Linked DNA regions of Sus scrofa: region 1 is linked to region 2. A link is a contact called in public Hi-C data. All regions are on one chromosome and are shown on one strand. Each heading gives the region's core, a stretch centred on a gene start, on an enhancer-like site or on the middle of the called end of the contact. The rest is flanking DNA. Distances are from core to core; before and after follow the strand shown.

What was found. A called contact is a pair of places that touch in the nucleus more often than the background predicts.
Region 1: a contact with region 2 is called in a Hi-C map of skeletal muscle, with 5 times the contacts expected there. The contact joins the promoter of SLIT2 here to the enhancer-like site in region 2. A contact is called at or near these places in 14 of 47 Hi-C or Micro-C datasets (brain, embryonic fibroblasts, epiblast stem cells and 9 more).

What each region holds. Positions count from the first base shown.
Region 1 is chr8:14,755,332-14,759,928 of Sscrofa11.1, forward strand. It overlaps SLIT2 (slit homolog 2 protein), which reads left to right and starts at 3,095. Exons shown (of 39, transcript XM_021101059.1): 1 at 3,095-3,381. The coding sequence starts at 3,203.
Region 2 is chr8:13,516,324-13,520,959 of Sscrofa11.1, forward strand. No RefSeq gene overlaps it. Among named protein-coding and RNA genes, the nearest start is that of LCORL, 550 kb to the left of the region's middle. Within about 2 kb of position 1,753, at least 22 of the 83 cell types and tissues checked have an H3K27ac peak or open chromatin away from gene starts, as enhancers often do. A contact at or near this core is called in epiblast stem cells, omental adipose tissue, skeletal muscle and 1 more, where this site is marked.

The DNA of each region.
Region 1 (4,597 bases), core at 1,845-4,344, 1.2 Mb after region 2:
GCCTTCATGCAAAGATATTTTGGAGAACGAAAATGTAGGTAGGAAAAAAGTTGCAGGAGATATTGTAGAAATTTCAGTGGAGTACATTCTTGTGTTGAAGAAGTCTGTCGATTTTCAGGGAACCTCCTGTGTGTCAGGCATATTGCTAGATGCTGGAAATAGAAAAATGAATGGGATAGGTCCTCTTGCCTTCAAGGGGGTAGCAGATAATTACACAAATCATTATCACACTGTGAGGCCAGCATTAGGCTGGGGGCTTGCACAATCCCTGTGAAAGCTGTGTAAGGTGGAATGAGGTGAAGCATTTTTTAATTCAAGCTAAATTGTTGACTCATGTAGATGTCATTTCAAACCAATAGTGGCACTGGTTTTTGCTGGAGGATCGGGTGGGGTGGGGGTGGGAAGTGAGAGAGTGGTAGCAGTTGCCACATATACATCACACTAAGAAGAAACAAGGAAATTCTCTTCCAAGACGTAGTGGGGAAAAAATATCCAGAACTTCTCTGAAATAAAGGAAACATTCTGGTTACAACGTGCGTTGCTAGGGATTTATTTTCTCCCTCCTTTCCTAAGAAAGTAAAATCACACAGACACATTCAAGCCGTAAGAGTTTTGTGAGCAAATCGTCTATTCAAGACGTTCACCAAGCAGGGTGTTAAGTGCATGGCTACAAAGAAAGGGTTAAACGGAAGGGGTGGCTTGGTAATGGGAAGGCTGGCGAGAAGGTTCAAAACCACCATTTTCCAACTTGCAAAAACTCTGAACTTTTAAGCACCCAAAATATACATGTGCGCCTGGGAACGCAGGCAGATCTATTTCGGTAGAATTTTTTTTTTTAAATTTAAAATCATAATCTCTCTCTTGCTGCGCTTCAAACACTGAGCAGCCCCCTTAGGATCGCATGGCAAAAGCTGCAGCGGAGGGGCTGGCAGCGCTATTTATGAGCCCGGTTCAAAGCCGCGCTATCGTCATCCCCTCGCTGCAAACGACCATCTTCGAGCCTGGGTCACCTCTGGGTCCCTGGAGCTGGGGGCGGGGGCTGGGGAACCTCCTTCCATCACCAAACTTTGTCGGGGCGTGGGAGCAAGGACGCGAGCCCGTGCGCACGGGAACGCGCGCCCGCCGCCGCCTCAGCCTGGCGCTCGCAGCCGGGGCCTCACCTCTCCCCGGCGAGGTGCGGGCTCCCCGCCCGCAGCCAGTGGGCGGCGCCCGACCGCGCGGGGCGGGGCCGAGGGGTGGGGGCTCCGCCGAGTATATAAAGCCGGCGCCGGCTTAACTTCTGACTTGGGGTTATTTATTTGGGGAGCGCGCGGACGGCGGAGGCTGGCGGCGGCAGTGGCTGCCGCAGACGTTGGTTAAAAAAAGGCGGCGGCGGCAGCGGCAGCGGCAGCGGCGGCAGCGGCGGCGAGTAATGGGAGCGCCGTGGCTCCCGGGCGCAGGCGGGAGCTGCCGAGCTTTCTGGGCAAGGCGGGAGTGCTGAGGAGAAAGGGGAGCGTCGAGGGCCCCGCAGCCCGCTCCCGAGGCGCGGGCCGGGTTTTTGTTCGGCTGCGCGGAGCGCCAGGCAGCCCGAACCAACAACTCCAGTTACAACAACAACCCACCTTCCAGCAGCCGAGCGAGAATAGGGCTGCTGCGTCCGTCCTATTGTTTAGACACTTGCCAGGAGCTCGGGAGTCCGCAGAGCCACATAGTCCCCGCTCCCTGTCGCCGCCTTCCCTCTCCCCCTCATCACTCCCCAGAGAAGGAGGCGCGGAAAGCCGCCGGGAGAGGGGAAGGGGCTGGAAGGAGACCGGCTGCTCTGGACTGCGGCCGCCAAGTCAGGTGCAGCGCCCGGAGCCGGGCGGCGTCGCGACGTCGGCAGCAGGACCCTCACGGTGGCTGTGGGACTGGATTCAAAGCCTGGGAAAAGTTCCTGCACTTTGAGAAGGAGGACCCACTTGTGGGCAGCTGTTGGGGGGGAGACCTAGGGGCTGCGCCCACCCAAGAGCCCGGTCTTGTCTCTTCCACCTTTGCCATCAGGTGTCTGTTGCGGAGCTGCGGCGTATCCGGGAGACGAGAGGGGCTGACACACGCACGCACACAGGACTGCCGTTCACTGCATCTTGGGGTCTTTTAGGATCAGCAGATTCCACCGACCCAACTGCCACCTCGCCACCCTCCGGAACACCCCGGGAGGACCCAGGACGCGAACACCTCCAGCTTGGCCTTTCCACTCTTTGCGGTCGGCCTGCCAGCCATTCCCTGCTCAATCACAGCAAGAGCTCTCATCCTCAACTTGGCCTCTGGGATTTTCTCTGCCTGGGTTGTCACTAGTGGATATTCCTGCCTGCTGCGGCGGCCCGATTGCCCTTTTGTCTTTTCTGCGTGACCTCGGGGAAGGCCCTGGTGCGGAGCGTCGCCAAGGACGCGGGCAGAAGGTGGAATTGCCCAGACGTCCTTCGGCGGAGTGCATGTGTGTTTGCAAACCGCCATCGGCTGTCGGTAGACGACGAGGTTCGGTCAGGGCTGCGGAGGAGCCGCAGGCTGTGGGGAGACCGCGTGAGTGAGACACGCCAGGAACCCCGCAGCGACGTCCCGCTCCCCCTAGGCTGCGCGCCAGCCGTGTGCGCCCCCGCACGCCATGTCCGGTAGTCCAGCGCGCTCCACTGCAGCCCCGCGGGGCCCCTGCGCCTTCTAGTTTTGGAGAGCCCACTTCGATCAAGGCCACCGTTCCTACTGAGCCTCCCTCCTCTGTCTCCTACCATCCCCACTGGAATTGGATTTGCTGAGGGGGTCCGTGGAATCCGAGTACTCCTGTTCCACGCGCAACCGGCCCCTGCATCTTCAGAATCTTCACTGCTGTTGGGAGTCCCAGGTCTTTTACTGGCAAGTTGATATCTGCGAGAATAGACGACGCGTGATCTCCTCCCCCGCTCCTCTGGGGTCTCCCGGTAGCCTTGACCAGGGCAGTTGATCTTAAAGTTGCCCAAGGAGCGCCTGCCGAGCTGGAGGAGGGTGAGGGGAGCTGAGAGGCGCGTACCTGTGTCAGCTCTACTGCTTTGAAAATTACTATTACTTTCGTATTATTTTGTGCACATTATCCGGACATTCTGGATTGCTAGCCTCGCGCTAGGCACTGGGCCTCAGGCGCAGCGTGGTTTGAGAGGAGCAGCGAGCTAAAAGAAACCCCCGGCGCCCACGAGCTAGGAGGCGGCGGGGGAAGATGCGCGGCGTCGGCTGGCAGACGCTGTCCCTGTCGCTGGGGTTAGTGCTGGCGATCCTGAAGGAGGTGACGCCGCAGGCGTGTCCGGCGCAGTGCTCCTGCTCCGGGAGCACAGTGGACTGTCACGGGCTGGCGCTGCGCAGTGTGCCCAGGAATATCCCCCGCAACACGGAGAGACTGTGAGTATGGGTTCTTCCTCCCCCTTCCTCCCCACCATCGCGGTCGCTCAGCCTATAGATTGGAGGGGTCATCGGCACAGTAGGAGGGGTGCTAAGGGTAGCCCTCACTAGCTTTCCAGAACGCGCATCCTGGGTTTGAACTCTCCGGGAGGGCGCTGCCCAGGGAGGGGCCACTGCCCAAAGGAGGGGCGGGCCCGCTGGCAGCTCTGCTTGGTCCCTTCCTCCCGCTCTAGACCCGCCACTCGCAGCCCTTTGCCGGCGAGTTCTCTGAGGCTGAGGAGGCGGGTAGAGGGGCGACAAGTAGTCGCGGATGCCCAGGGCAAGGGAGACACGACTTTGTTCCTCGGACTCTGTAAACGGAGTCACCTTGCGGTTGGGAACTCTCACGGGTCGGTTCAGGGCTGAGTCCCTGCTCTTGTCACCGCGGGGTGGCGCGAAGAGGGGGGCTACCGGAGGTGGCATTCAAAAAAGAGTAACCTCAGCTCCTTGGCTTTGTGTTGCCCTCCTGGGGACGGAGGGAGAGGAGAAGGGGTCCTGGGGCGGCAGAATCCACCCGGGGGCACCTCTACAGGCCGCAGAAGGAAAGATGCGCCGGGACGGCCGCAGCTCCCTCGGTGGCAGCGCTCAAACCCCCACGACTCTTCCCCCGCCTCCCACTTCCCCCGGGAGGAGGCGAAGGCGGCGGCGAGCCCCAAGGGACCTGCCCAGAGGGAGACTCTGGAGGAAGACCGCATCTTACCAACTAGGCGAAGTTAGGGCTGGCTCTCCAACCGGAACCAGCCAACTTAGGTCTGATCGTTTTGGTGACCCCCGCGGCCCTCCGCTGCCCCCTCCCCGGCCCTTCCTGCTGAGCCCCAGTGCCCCCTTTCCACCCTTCTGGCAGTTTCTGCATCCCTTCTCGTGGCAGCAGCTCCCCTTCCTTCCTCCCTTTGCGCTCTGCTGCCCGCAGATATCCCCGCCTCCCTGTCTCTACGAGTCTCTAATGAAGAAGTAATCGCAGACCCGGGGTTGACGGCCCACGCGCTCCTTGGGGCGCTTCCCGAGTTCAGGGAAGTGGAGCATGGAGGCCGTTCTCTTTGTGAACGCGGAGGCCGCCACCCGCGCTGCCCGAGCGCCCGGGACGCGCTCCGCTCGCCGTCGCGCGTGGGTCCAGCGGGGCGAGGCAGCCGGGGCCAGCGCTCCCAGGTTGCGCTCCGCCAGCCTCTGCGCCCCGCCA
Region 2 (4,636 bases), core at 503-3,002:
TTCCAACTAATCAAAGTTAATCCCTATTTCTCCTTTTTAATCAGACATTGCATGTCCACAATGTCATTAGCTGGAAAAAAAAAAATCATGGAGCCATTCATTAAGTAGAGTGTGATTTTTGAGCACATTTCCACAGAGCCCTCAGCAAGGGTAGGTGCGGCCATCTCTGGAATTTCTTTACAGTTTCAGAAGGCCAAAGGACCACCTGCTAAATTTCATTAGATTCCTGACAGGACACTCATTGCTGTTTAAAAAACATTTCTACCCTGCTCGGTTGTGACTGGCCGAGACCAAATATTATAAAGGTGAATTGAACTGAATTCTTAGGCAAGGGAAAGTGCTTTGATCAACTAAATAAGTGTATGTGGCTAATCTTTGAAAAACAAATGGCACACACAAAAACCAAGCTATTTTTATTATCACCAGTTATTATGATTATTATTGTTGCTGACTTTTTTATTTCTAAAACCTTCAGAGGAGTGTTTTCCAAGAAACTTAAGAATCAAGAAAAAGAAATGCATTCCTTCCCAATTTAACATAGCAGACCCAATGTGTTTCAACCAAAAGAAATTCTTTCCACTTGCAAAGTTCAGACTGAGTAATACTTTATTAAAGAGAAAAAGGAACTACCCAGATGTCCCTGAATATTACAGATTTGCTTATTCCCAATATTTATCAGAAATTGCTAGACTTTCTAGTTCAGACAAATGAATATTATCTGAACCATATAGAACCCCGTTGTTCTATTTGCAAAACAACACAACAGACTAAGAAGAATGCCTTCTAATTGTAAAACAAAGTGATATATCACGTGGTTTTCAGAGTAAAATATGAAACACACAAAAGAGCTACCTCTCTCCCTTAAAAAAACAACAAAAACAACAAAACTAGGTTATTCTTGAAACTCCCCTTGCCTTGTGATGGACAATAGGGTTTTTAAATCCCCCTCCAGCCTCTGAGCAGTGCTTAGACACAAAGTATTTCATATATCATGAGATCTGTGTCCCTCTGCCTAATCTTACTGTATCGTAATGCCTCGTAGCACAATGGAGATGCATGTATGCCTAATTTCCATAAATTACACAGCCTGACGTTTTCATAAAGACAAATTCCGATTGTAAACTATTAAACCTGATTCAGCATCCTTTGATGTCTCTGAGAAAAACTGGGGGGGGGGGGGAGTTTAAACATTCCCACATGGGGATGTGTTCCCTGGGGTAGGTGAATGGAAAGAAAGGAAGTGATATTTTGCCCCTCATATTTCTTGAGCATGTTCTTCTGAAATGGAATTTAGTCCCTTTACAGAAGTTAAAAAGTGAAAATCCTAGATGCTGGGGGCAAGCTAACACATGACGCTTCTCTGAAAGTTCTAAATCAGAATCAAGAGAAAGTCTTCTCTCTGAACCCCTGACTTGATCTCTCCTGTAAGGTGGAAACTCAGTCTTAGCTGCTGCCAAACAATAGTCTTACTCTTTGGATTACTGAGTGTTAATCCCCCCCCCCCACTTTGTTTCTAAATTCTCTCCTCCCAAACTCTTGTTCCTGGGTCCTTAGATCAAAGCAAACACCATCCAGGCCTCTCCCTTCAGTCGCCATCAAGTTTCGTTATTTAGTTGTGGAATTTCCTCGACAGATCTCGTTCTCGGCATCCTGTTGACACACTTAACATACAGGTTATGAAGAATTCTGGGAACCCGCTCCCTTCCTGTTTACTTTCACTCCTCAATGGAGCCTAGTGCTCAGAAGCAGGCTTTTTCAAACCCGAAAGCGGAATCACCTCCCTGCTGAAGCAGGAAAGGTGTGAAAAGCAAACAGAGGAGAGCAAATACAGTGGCTTTTCAGCAGTTCCTCAGCGCTCGCTGGAGTCTGAGAGGTGATTCAGGGGGTGAGAATTCTGAGTAGGAGGCAGCATGGGGACCGCGGATACATTTCTGTGTCCTGCTGGGCTAGTCCTTCACAGGGTGGCTTTGTTATGAGACGTGAAGTGTTATGAATTACGGGAACCCCCCACCCCCACCAGTATGCAAATGTAAGCACATTCAGAACCAGAGAAAGCTCTCAGCTTCAGAGCCCCGAACCAGAACCAGTGGGCTGGAAGGTTCCTTAGTCCTATAAGTACTCCTGATGGGATAATCCATGAACACCTCTGGGAAGAGGGTCTATCCCCAAGTCTTTTTGTAAACGCTGGCCGAAAACTCTGGGGGCCAGGCCAGAAATCTCCGTGTGGGTAATCTCAGGTCCAAATGAGTCAAAATATCATAACAGAGAGGGAGTGCTCTGAGGTCCTTTAACAGCAAGCTGAGCTTTGTAAGCGCAACACAAAGCAGCTGTTGATGGCCTGGGCTTGTGGAATGTGGTGGGTGTGAGCCTGAGGTGTTGGTGGGTGGGATGGCTGTGGGTCAGCTGAGAGGTGGCACTTTGAGGCCAGCAGAGAGACCTGACAGATCAGGGACTCCTTTACCTGCCTGGCTCCTGGCGGAGACCACAAATTAAGGCTGATTAGGGCAATTCTCTGTTAGCTGGTGCACCACGAAGCTTTCCTTAAATCCATTTTGACAAGCTAGCAGGAAAAAGGCGGGCATCTGGATCAAGGAAGGACAAGGGTGAATAAGTACCCAGCATGGATTCTGGGCATCCCGAGTACAAACTTAAACAATTTCATCAATTCGGTTTACTGCCTTCTTGGTTAATTCAGTTGTTTTAAAAAATTAAATCTCAGGTGACATTTAAAAAAATTATCATCATCAAGTAAAAATTGGTATGAGTACATCTAGTCTTCTTATAAAAGGGAATTTTAATGCATTTTTTCCTATGACTTTCAACCCAAATCCTGATTTTTTTGTTTTCATAATCTGAGACTTAAAATCCAGATTTACTGTAAATGTGTGTTTAATTCACTGTGATCATAACATTCTTAACATTATAGGCATAAAACATTTATGTGTTATTTTGTTTATATTGTATTTATAATACTTTGCAAAAAGTATTTTATCATTTGCTTCAAGTGTATAAACTTTAACAATAACTGTTTAGACTTACTCCACATTTAATTTTCTTTCTTAATACCAGTTTTATAATAACGATACCTCCCCATAGCTTCATGTCTGTACTCTTATTCATTTTTCAGTCTGTTGTCATGCACATTTGAATATGTTTTTCATGAAGGGCATGGAAGCAAATTATACTTTCTAAAGTCATGTATGAGATTGTCTTTCTGTTCTTCTCAAACTAGGACAACAATATGGCTTGTTGCAGACATCTTGGTCAAAAATTTGTCTACTTAAAAGACTGAAATTTCATTTCTTCAGCCTATCTGTTGAACACCTACTCTCTGTCTGTATCTCCAGGGTGCTGTGGAGAAGCAAACAAGTTTACAGTCTTTGAGTTTTTTTTTTTTTTTTTTTTTGGTCCTTTTAGGGCTGCACCTACAGCATATGAAAGTTCCTAAGCTAGGAGTCCAGTCGGACCTGTAGCCACCAGCCTATGCCACAGCCACCGCAATGCAGGAGCCAAGCTGAGTCTGTGACCTATACCACAACTCACTGCAATGCCAGATCCTTAACCCACTGAGTGAGGCCAGGGATCAAACTCATGTCCTCGTGGATGCTAGTCAGGTTCGTTAAGCACTGAGCCATGACGGAAACTCCTAACATTTTTAAACTTACTTTTACTAGGAGTTAAAAGACATCATTTATTTCCTTTCTTGCTCTGTCACTTCTTTCTCTTCCTTCTTAATTTCGAGTAGATGCAAACTGATGTTTTTCTCCTTTATTTTTGAAACTGAAACATGTTATTGAGTATATATCTGAAAATGTGTCTCTTTTTACAATTTTTCCTGCCTTGTGGAGAACCTTTCAAAATGGGAAGTGTTATGCTATCTTCAAGTTTTTATTTTAATATTTTCACTCTTTGTTTTTGTGTCTTTATCTTTTTTTTTTTTTTGGCCACACATGCAGCATGAGGAAGTTCTTGGGCCAGAGACTGAACCTGTGCAACAGCAGAGACCTGAGCCACAGCGGTGATAATGCCAGATCCTACTGCAGCACCAGGGAACTCCTCTTTATCTTTTTATTCTGACACCTAAGATAATTGATTAGACTAGTTCTCTTCCTCCCCTGATTTGTTCTTCCTCTGTATTCAGTTACTGTTTTCCTTGCAGTTTAATTCAGCAATTATATGTTTGATCCCTGAGTATTTTTTCCTGATCTTAGATCTTGCTCTTTCAGGACTGCCTAATCTCGGGTGTGTGTGTGTGTGTGTGTGTGCACGCGCAGATGTGCAAAGTATGTTTTGTCTAATTCGTTAAGAACGAAACTGAGGTATTTTCAAAAATATCATTTCTTACAGCAAATCTACTCCACTGGCAGGCATTTGCATCTTTTTCAGACAATTCTCTTTCTTTTGAACCATGATATCTTTCCTGTGTCTGAACATTTCTCTCTTTTGGTTCATCTTTAAAAAGAGAACTCTGCTGGTTTTATGTAAACCATGTAGATTGAAATGAGTCCTGTCATTAAGGTTTCCTGTCTGATTCTTACAGACCCAAATGAAGGGATAAAGGAGTTTTAATGTCCTGTGCATCTGTCTAGCCATTTCTGAGATCATGAGGAACAGGTGAATGATGGGGATTATAAAA